2 separate regions of the Capra hircus genome follow, and region 1 is linked to region 2. A link is a contact called in public Hi-C data. All regions are on one chromosome and are shown on one strand. The core of a region is the stretch at or near the end of the contact, and the rest is flanking DNA. Distances in the headings are between cores, read along the strand shown.

Region 1 (4,167 bases), core at 809-3,308, 65 kb after region 2:
AAGTAACATACTTAACATGGTGCCATGCTCACTCCTAGTAAGTGAGCAGAGTAAGCATTAGCTATTATTATTAGTACTACTAAGCCTTCAGAGTCTGTTCTTTTTGCAGCAGCAAGAGGCCTCTTGGGTCTGGACAACTGGTGCAAGGTTAATTCTTGGCTCACCTGCTGGGTCAGCCACCTCTTCCTGCCAGCAGTGCCCACTTCTCTGTCTCCTATCTGCCCAAGTGGAGCCCTCTAGAAGGCTGTGTGTACCTGTAGAGGTCTCCCTCAGTACAGGCCAGAACTCTGGCTCTGCAGATGCTGGGAGAATCTTGCTGCTGGAAAACTGTTAAGTGGCCTCAGAAGGGAGGTGGGCAGAAGGCAGCCAGTGGGGCCCTGCCTGGGCTGTGTCTTATACACTCCCTGCAGGATCCACTGGGAAATACATCTACCTACTCCTTATCACTTCTCTTTTTGAACTGCATCTGAAGCGTTGGACCCCCAAAGAACATAGGTTAAAACAGTGGCAGAAAAGTCCAAAGAGTAACACTCACTTTATTAATCCAGATCAGCCCTGGGATTTGGTTGGAATTAATCTGCATCTCTAGCCAGGGTCTCATGCGCATCCGAGTGATAGGCATGTTGGCTGTGAAGAGAAGACAGAAGGCTCCTGTTAGGAGTCTGTTGAGCAGTCCCTGGCCACTACCCACCCCCACCCCAAGTCATTCAGTTACCCTCTCCTGCCCTCATCTAGATACCAAGTACTACAATCATGCAGAAGGGGACTTTCTCTCTAATAAAACCTCCCTCCAAATCTTTTCAGCATCTTGAGCAACACACTCCCTCCCTCAGCCCCTCCTAGACAGTCTTGGGAGAGGACAGACATGCCAAGTGATACTTTGAAGATTTATGTTAAGGAAAAGAAACAAAACACACAGATATCTAAATACTAGAACTTTACTCCCCAAATTCAAATTGTTTGGGAAGAGAGGGGCTTCTTTTGCTTGATGCCAAGAAATTTCCCTGTTTGAGCTGTTGTCACTAGCCGTGCACCTTCGCTAATGGACAGTCACCCTGCATCCTCGTCACCACCCCCCCCAATCTATCCCTTGCCTGCCTGACAGCCACAGTGCCAAGGCCGGTACGCTAACCCTTTGGGCCTGGCTGCCCTCCTTGGGCAAAGTGGCCCAAAGAACACCTGTGGCGCCTCTTCCCGCGGTTCCGGGAGGTCCTCCAACCACCCAGCGCAGCCGGCCCCAGCCTCCGCCACCTGCAGAGACAGCCCGAAACCTGGGGGCTGGGCCTGAGCTGGAACCGCCGAAAAGCGGGCGCAGGGAGCAAAGGGCGCCCATGCTTTGATATACAGTCGAATCCCCCGCACAGCCCTTGGATGCGCGCAACCAACACAGAGGGCCACCCAGAGGCCGCCAGCGGCTCTGGCACGGACAACCTCGGCGGGGTGGGCGGTCCACGCCGCTGCCCGCCCTCCCCGCGCAGCTGCTTGCGGCTCCTCGGGCGCCCTCCGAGCCCGCGCGGGGGCCCCGGCAACGCCGCGCACCCGTCACTCTCCCGGCAAGGGTTTTAGTCCCCCACTTCCTGGTGCCCCGAGAGCGCCTTTGTCCGAAGCCACCGGTGCCCCCTGCGGCGAAGGCGAGCTCACCTCGACGGCAGGCGCTCCCCGACGGCAGCAACCGAGGGTCCCGGCGAGGACTGCTTTTGCCGGCGCTAGGCGCGCGATTCCAGTGGGAACGGGGAGAAGGCAGAGGATGCCCGGGTCGCGGAGCCGCTGGGCACGGCTGGCCTTGACTTGGCACGGCTGGCCTTGACTTGGCACGGCTCTCGCTGGCCTCTGCTAGCCAGACTTGGGCGCACGTCCTGCCTCGACGAAGGAGTGGCGCGCTCTGCCTGAACCGCGGCGCCGCGGAGAATCTAAACACTTAGCGGGATTCCCCCAGCCCGGGCCGGGCCCCGCCTCCTAGAGAGCCGAGAGGACGCCCATTGGCCAGCGCCGCCTCATCATTTCGGGGAAATCAGGCTGTTGTAGAGCTAGCGGCGAAGGGGAAGTACAGGGCGGCTGCCCCTCCCCACCCCCTCCGGCCTGGCGCCGCCGCCCCGGGGCGACCGCGGGCCCGCCCCGCCGGCTCCCACTCCACCCCCATACCAGCGCACCAGCGCTCCTGGAAAGTCGAACGCCCCCGGCCCGCAGTTGCTCCCCTCACTCGGCGCTCACCCAGCCTGCTAGCTCCTGAGGCCATCTCCTTGCTCTTCTTTCCTGGGGATGCCCCGGGATCTCTTGTCATCCCAGCCCCGGTGAGGGGGTTCACCCCGGCACCTGCCGTCCTCTTCAGAGTGGACGCGAGCATTGAGTCCTTGAAAACCAACCTGCTTCCTCAAGCCCATTAATGGGTGTCAAGCAGGGAGCGTTTCGGCCTTCAAACCTTCGAGGGGTGGCCCACCTCCGGGGGGTTCACCTTCCCCGGGGAAGTAAAGGAAATCCTACCCTGCGTGGGGCTGCCAAGACGAGAAGAAATCCCTGTTTGGCAGCTGTAGTTTCCTCAACTCCAAAACAATAGCCCTACTTTGCTGCTTTCCCGTGACAGAGAGATGATGTCTGAAACATCATGCCCTACTTGGGCAGCAGATGATGCGTGGTTTTCGAGGCCCCTGCTAGAGTCTGTGACCAGGGACAGACCTCTTCCGCTTCTCCATCTACATTCTTGGGACTGCCCCGCTGCTGGCCTTAGGGAAAGAGAGAAGGGTTTCAGAGAAGCCAGGCCTGCTGAGTTGGGGTGGGGGTGGGGTAGCCTTGGTTCCTCCTAGCACTCCTGCCTTAGGCCACCTCCACAGCCTCACTTGGTCCTTGCATGAGAGCCTTCCCTGGCAGCACGGGTTTAGTTTCTGGGGCCTCAGGGCTTGGTCCAGAGAGATTCTGGGCAAATGGGGTATTTGCTTACTTTGATCAAGGCTATGGGTCTAGTTAAACGGTTGGGGAGCCCAGGTCCCAGGTGCTTTGGGAATGATAGCTATCGAACTCCTGTGCTTACAACTAGACCTTGCCCTACTTGTACACCTAGAGGTCGGGCTGAATCTTCATTTTTCTCTCCAGAGCTCTGGCCAGCAGGCTTCTTCCTTCATCTCCCCAAAGCTGCTGACTCAGAAGTAAATCTCTCTTCCAGGTCAGGTTGGTTGTGTCATTCCTGTCATCCCAGCTCTCCCTCCATAGCAGCACCCAGTTGCAGTGCTGCAGGCTGGAAACAGACACATGGATGCACCATTCCACCTGTCAGTCACGCTATAGCTTTCCTCCCACAGAGGAAATGGATGGGTTAATCCAATTCTGGTACACCAGAATCTGATGCTGTGACTAAGGCCACACTTGGTTCCCAGGAAACCAATAGGAATGGGTCAGAGCTGTCTCCCAGATACTGACGGGCGAGGGAGCTGAGAGGCAGAGAGGCAGGAGAAACTGTGAGGAATGAGACTACCTGGGTGTTAAGCAAATGGAAGGTGCTGAAACCCTGGAAGGGGGAGAAGGGTTGGGGTGCTTTAAATGACAGAAGGGAGTGGGAATGCACTACAGAAACCAAGACCTTTCGAGCAAGAAGAGAAAACAAGTGGCTTCTGAGTTGCTAAGTCTGTTTTCTGTGCAGCAAATGAGTGCTTGTCCTACCCCTAGGAAACTGACACAGCTGCTGGAAAATGCAGAGTGAGATTAGGGAAGCGAAGTTTGCATTTCATGTGGTCTGAGAAATTGACCTTGGGAAGGCAACAGGAGAGAGTAAAGTGTGCTTTAAAATAAAAATTTTAATTCATAGATAATCATCTGTAGGTATACATCTATAATGAGCGTCTTTCTGTGTCATGAAACGTACTTCTGCAACATCATTTGTAATGGGTATATATTATTCTTCCATAAGGATAAATAAAAATTTACCCAATTAATCCCCTATTGTAGGACATTTAGGTTATTTCCATTTTTTCATAATACAGACAGCACTGTGTAGCTAAATCTTTGCGCACACCAATCATTTTTTTGCTAAGGAGAAATTCCCCAGTGTTAGTATTTACCAGTGAAATTGTCATTTTACATTTTTGAAGTGATCTTTGCCTTTTTTTAAACTTTTAACTTTGGGGATTCTTTCATACTCTTGATGCTTATTATGATTGGGGGTGCTATACTCCAATC
Region 2 (4,091 bases), core at 1,301-3,800:
GCTGTGCAAAAGCTTATGTTTGATTAGGATTCATTTGTTTATTTTTGCTTATTTCCATTGCCTTGGGAGACCGACCCAAGAAAACATTGGTATGATTTATGTCAGACAGTGTTTTGCCTGTGTTCTTTTCGAGGAATTTTATGGTGTGATGTCTTCTTTATGGTGTTGTGTCTTCTTTTTAAGAAACAGCTTTATTGAAATATATTTCTCATACTGCGCAATTCACCCATTTAAAATGTACAGTTCAGTGGTTTTTAGGATGTTCATGGAATTGTGCATTCATCACCAAAGTCAACTTAAAACATTTTTCATTACCCCTAAAAAAAACTCTGTACCCCTAATTATTGCCTCCCCAGTCTCCCCATTTCCCCCAGCCCCTGAAAACCACTAATCTACTTTCTGTCCCTATAGATTAGCCTATCCTGGATCATATGAATAAAACCATACAGTATGGGGTCTTTTGCGTCTGGCTTCTTGCACTTTAGCTTGATGTTTTCAAGGTTCATCCACATTGTAGCATATGTCAGCATTCCATTCCTGTTCATTGCCAAATAATATTCTATTGTATGGGGATACCACATTTTATTTATTCATTCATCATTTGGTGGATGTTAGGGTTACTTTTATTTTGCGACTATTACAACTAATACTGCAGTGAGCATTTTTGTGTACAGGTTTTGTGTGGACTGTGTTTCGTGACTCTGTAAGCTGTAGTGACCAAGTCCTGTTTTTAAAAATATGATAAAGGAAAAGAACTAAGTTGACATTGTTTGAAATTTAAAGGGGCAGTTTCTTCGTGTCGATGTAGAATTGCATTCAAAAAGATTATCTAACGCCAGGTTAAAATCAAAAGATATTAGATCTAATTCTTCTCTTGATACTCTAATATATCTCTTGAGTTTTCTAAGTGGTATCTTGTAATATTCTTTTAAAAAACACAAGAAAGAAATATACATTGGTCCTTAGGTCTTACTTGAAACAATGTAGAATTAGTTTACTTGAGGGGTTATGCAAGTACTTTTTTCCAGATGTATTTGGTAGATGAGTGGGGGAAGCGGAGGCATGGGCCCCAGAGAGGAGCAAGGCAGGAGGGAAATCTCAGCTCCCCCAGGGCCCACCCCTGTGGCCACAGGCGCTGGCCAGTCATTCTTGGTGTGCCTGTTGCTTGCTCGCTGGGTGTTGTGCTTCACAGCTGAGTGCTTCTGTGTCCAGTTTCACTCTGCTTCTGACTCACAAAGCTCTGGAGTTGAGCTGTTGGTTTTTAGTAAAAGCAGGTGTTAGAAAGAATATGCTGAAGGGTGAATCAGCCCCTAAGGGTCTTTGATAGACCTGGTCCTAAAAAACACTTCCTGTCTGTCTGTTGTGCGTGTTTTGGTTTTTTTTTTTTTGAACACCAGTTAACTGTTTTCAGTTTAACTGTGTTTTCCTTCCTGAAATCTTGAAGTGAGACTAGTCCTTGTGATTTATTCAATGCATTGTTTTCAGGGAGTTCTTTTACTTGTCAAGTCTGGGTTGGAGGTAGAGGTGGGGTTTTTTTTTTTGTTTTTTTTTCCCCTTCCCTTGGGTAATAGAGGTAGTATTGGGGAGCATTTTAACTGAATTCTAACTTCAGATGAGTCAGCAAGAATTTTTATGTATTATTTAATGCCTGGTAGGGAGGAGACATCATAAGAGAAGAGACAGTTGCCCTCAAGGATCCCACAGTCTGGTTGGAGAGTCAAAACTTTGTTCCTATCTGTTAACATGCAATACTTACACCAGTGAGTGCCCAGAAAAGCCCATGTTGGGGAGACTTCGTGCTGCCTGCCCCTGGGCTTAGGTTGACTCTGGTAGGAGAGAAGAAAGTGGGTGGTAGCCCAAAGTGCGCAGATATGAGGAGGAGCGGGAGTGTCGGAAGGAGTCAGAGGGACCATACCTGGTACACTGGGCTGACCGGATTTTGGTGATAGTGGGATTTGATGATCAAGCCAGGGAGTTTGACTTAATATCACAAAGGGTAGGAAGTAAAGACTTTTGAACAGGAAGACAAGCTTACTATATAAAAGGGGGACATTTATTTCCATTTTGCACCTGAGAAAAGCAGTGTTTTTCAAACGTTGTCTTCTCAAATGACTCTCCAGAATCACACGGCTGATGGAGGTTGGATCTGCCAGACCCCAGAGTTCACACACACACACACACACACACACACACACACACACACACTTGCGTCCACACAGGCCTGCGTTATCTGCAGAGCACAGGCTGGCCTCCAGTTCACGAAGGCTTCCCCCAGCTCTGACCTCGTGTGACCCTCTGAATCTATACATGGCTGCCCTTGTTTGTGTCACTCCCTGGGCTGAACCAACTCACTTGCCAGCCTGTCTGAGGCCCTGGGGAAACAGGGACAGGAACCTAGCCAGGCCTTCATGGTCTGCACAGCAACAGCCCAGGCAAGTTCCCAGAGCTGCAGAGACTGACAGGGGAATTTTGGAGGTAGAGGTCCCCAGGCATGTCTTCCCTCCACGGTGGGAGCCACAGGGCTGATCGAGATCTGGGCAGGATGACAGCACAGCTGCAACCGTAACACAAGTTGACTCTTGCTGCTACCTTAATCCTCCAGCGCAGGCCAGAGAATGTGAGGACGCGTGCCGAAGTTTTCCATTCATTCCTTTGTTTATTCCTTCATAAAGTTTTCAGCAAATAGCTAAGCACCTTAAAGGTGTCAGCCTCTGAGCTTACAGCAGTAAACAAAACAACCTGCCTTCGTGGTGCTTGCAGTCTGCTTCTGGAGGCAGGCAGTGCCCTTTTTTGTTGTTGTTGTTAATTTTATATATTTGTTGTTGGCTGTGCTGGGTGTTCACTGCTGTGCGGGCTTTTCTCTAGTTGCTGAGAGTGGAGGCTACACTCTCGTTGCGTTGCGAGGGTTCCTCATCGCGGTGGCTTCTCTCGTTGTGGAGCACCACTCTAGGTCGCGGGGGCTCAGTGGTGGCGGTTCCTGGGCTCTAGAGCACAGGCTCGGTAGTTGTGGCGCACAGGCTTAGTTGCTCCATGGCGTGTAGGGTCTTCCCAGACTAGGGATCAAACCTGTGTCTCCTGCACTGGCTGGTGAACCCTTTGCCACTGAGCCACCAGGGAAGCTCCGACAGGCAGTGCTTTATGCAATGTTTGGGAGCAGTAGATGCTGTGGGGAAGAGTCAAGCACGGAAAGGGTTTAGAGTGACAGGATAGTCCAGGAACACTTCTTTAACGGGGTCTTTGAGCAGAAGTCTAGGTGAAGTCAGGGAGCAAGCGAAGTGAATGTCTGTGTTCCAGGCAGAGGGAACAGTAAATTCATAGCCCTGAGTCGGGATTGTTTGCGGAACAGGAAGGAGGCCAGTGCACCAGAGAGCCCTCTCCTCCTGCCAGGGAGGAGAGGCAGCAGCGGGAGGAGGGGCCTCGCAGGGCACTGAGGGAGGGTAGGATCTTGCTCTCCTCCCAGCTCTAAGGTGTGGTTGAAGCACTGTTCCTGGTTGGTTGTCCTCGATCTCAGAATTCTGTTTAGACCCTTCCCTTGCAGTATTAGCCACTATTATTAGTTCTGTTGTCTGCAACTATCAGTCCTGATACAGAGCTTTGCCAGGAGAGGGAAGACCAACTACGGTCTGAACTCAATATTGACCAGCTTTGTCGTGAAATAAAATTTGCTTTTAAGGTTAGAAAGGGTGTACTTGAATATTAGATTAAAAGGTTTAAGTTTTGATTGGAGGGGCTCCACCTTAACACAAATGGGAATCCTAGTTCTGTCTTCCTCTTAATCTCCCGGCGGAGGACCTAAGTTGGCCAACTTTGCTTAACCTTTCTGGTGTCATCCATAGAATTTGGCTCGTCCTGGGATTCTTGCCCACAGGGAAGCAAGGAGGGGAAAAAATAACTTATTGAGGGTCTTTCCCCTTCTTGGAGGTCTCTGATTCAGTGGACACATTCTGCAAAATGTGCTTCAGGGGACTAGGGTTATACCTTAAGCGACGTCCAGGGAGTTGTGATTTTTATTTGTATTTTGAAGCCCCTCTTCCCTTTTTTTTTTTTTTTTTTTTGCTTTGAAATGATTTTACAGGTGTCCTTTATAAAGT

Evidence for each region. A called contact is a pair of places that touch in the nucleus more often than the background predicts.
Region 1: a contact with region 2 is called in a Hi-C map of blood, with 4 times the contacts expected there. The contact joins the promoter of IRF1 here to the enhancer-like site in region 2. A contact is called at or near these places in 4 of 5 Hi-C or Micro-C datasets (blood and liver).

What each region holds. Positions count from the first base shown.
Region 1 is chr7:88,635,672-88,639,838 of ARS1.2, forward strand. It overlaps IRF1 (interferon regulatory factor 1), which reads right to left and starts at 2,059. Exons shown (of 10, transcript XM_005682621.3): 1 at 1,642-2,059; 2 at 536-627. The coding sequence starts at 622. It overlaps LOC108636385 (a long non-coding RNA gene), which reads left to right. Exons shown (of 3, transcript XR_001918330.1): 3 at 1-529.
Region 2 is chr7:88,570,126-88,574,216 of ARS1.2, forward strand. All of the region lies in intron 2 of LOC108636385 (a long non-coding RNA gene), which reads left to right. Among named protein-coding and RNA genes, the nearest start is that of SLC22A5, 61 kb to the left of the region's middle. Within about 2 kb of position 2,551, at least 3 of the 5 cell types and tissues checked have an H3K27ac peak or open chromatin away from gene starts, as enhancers often do.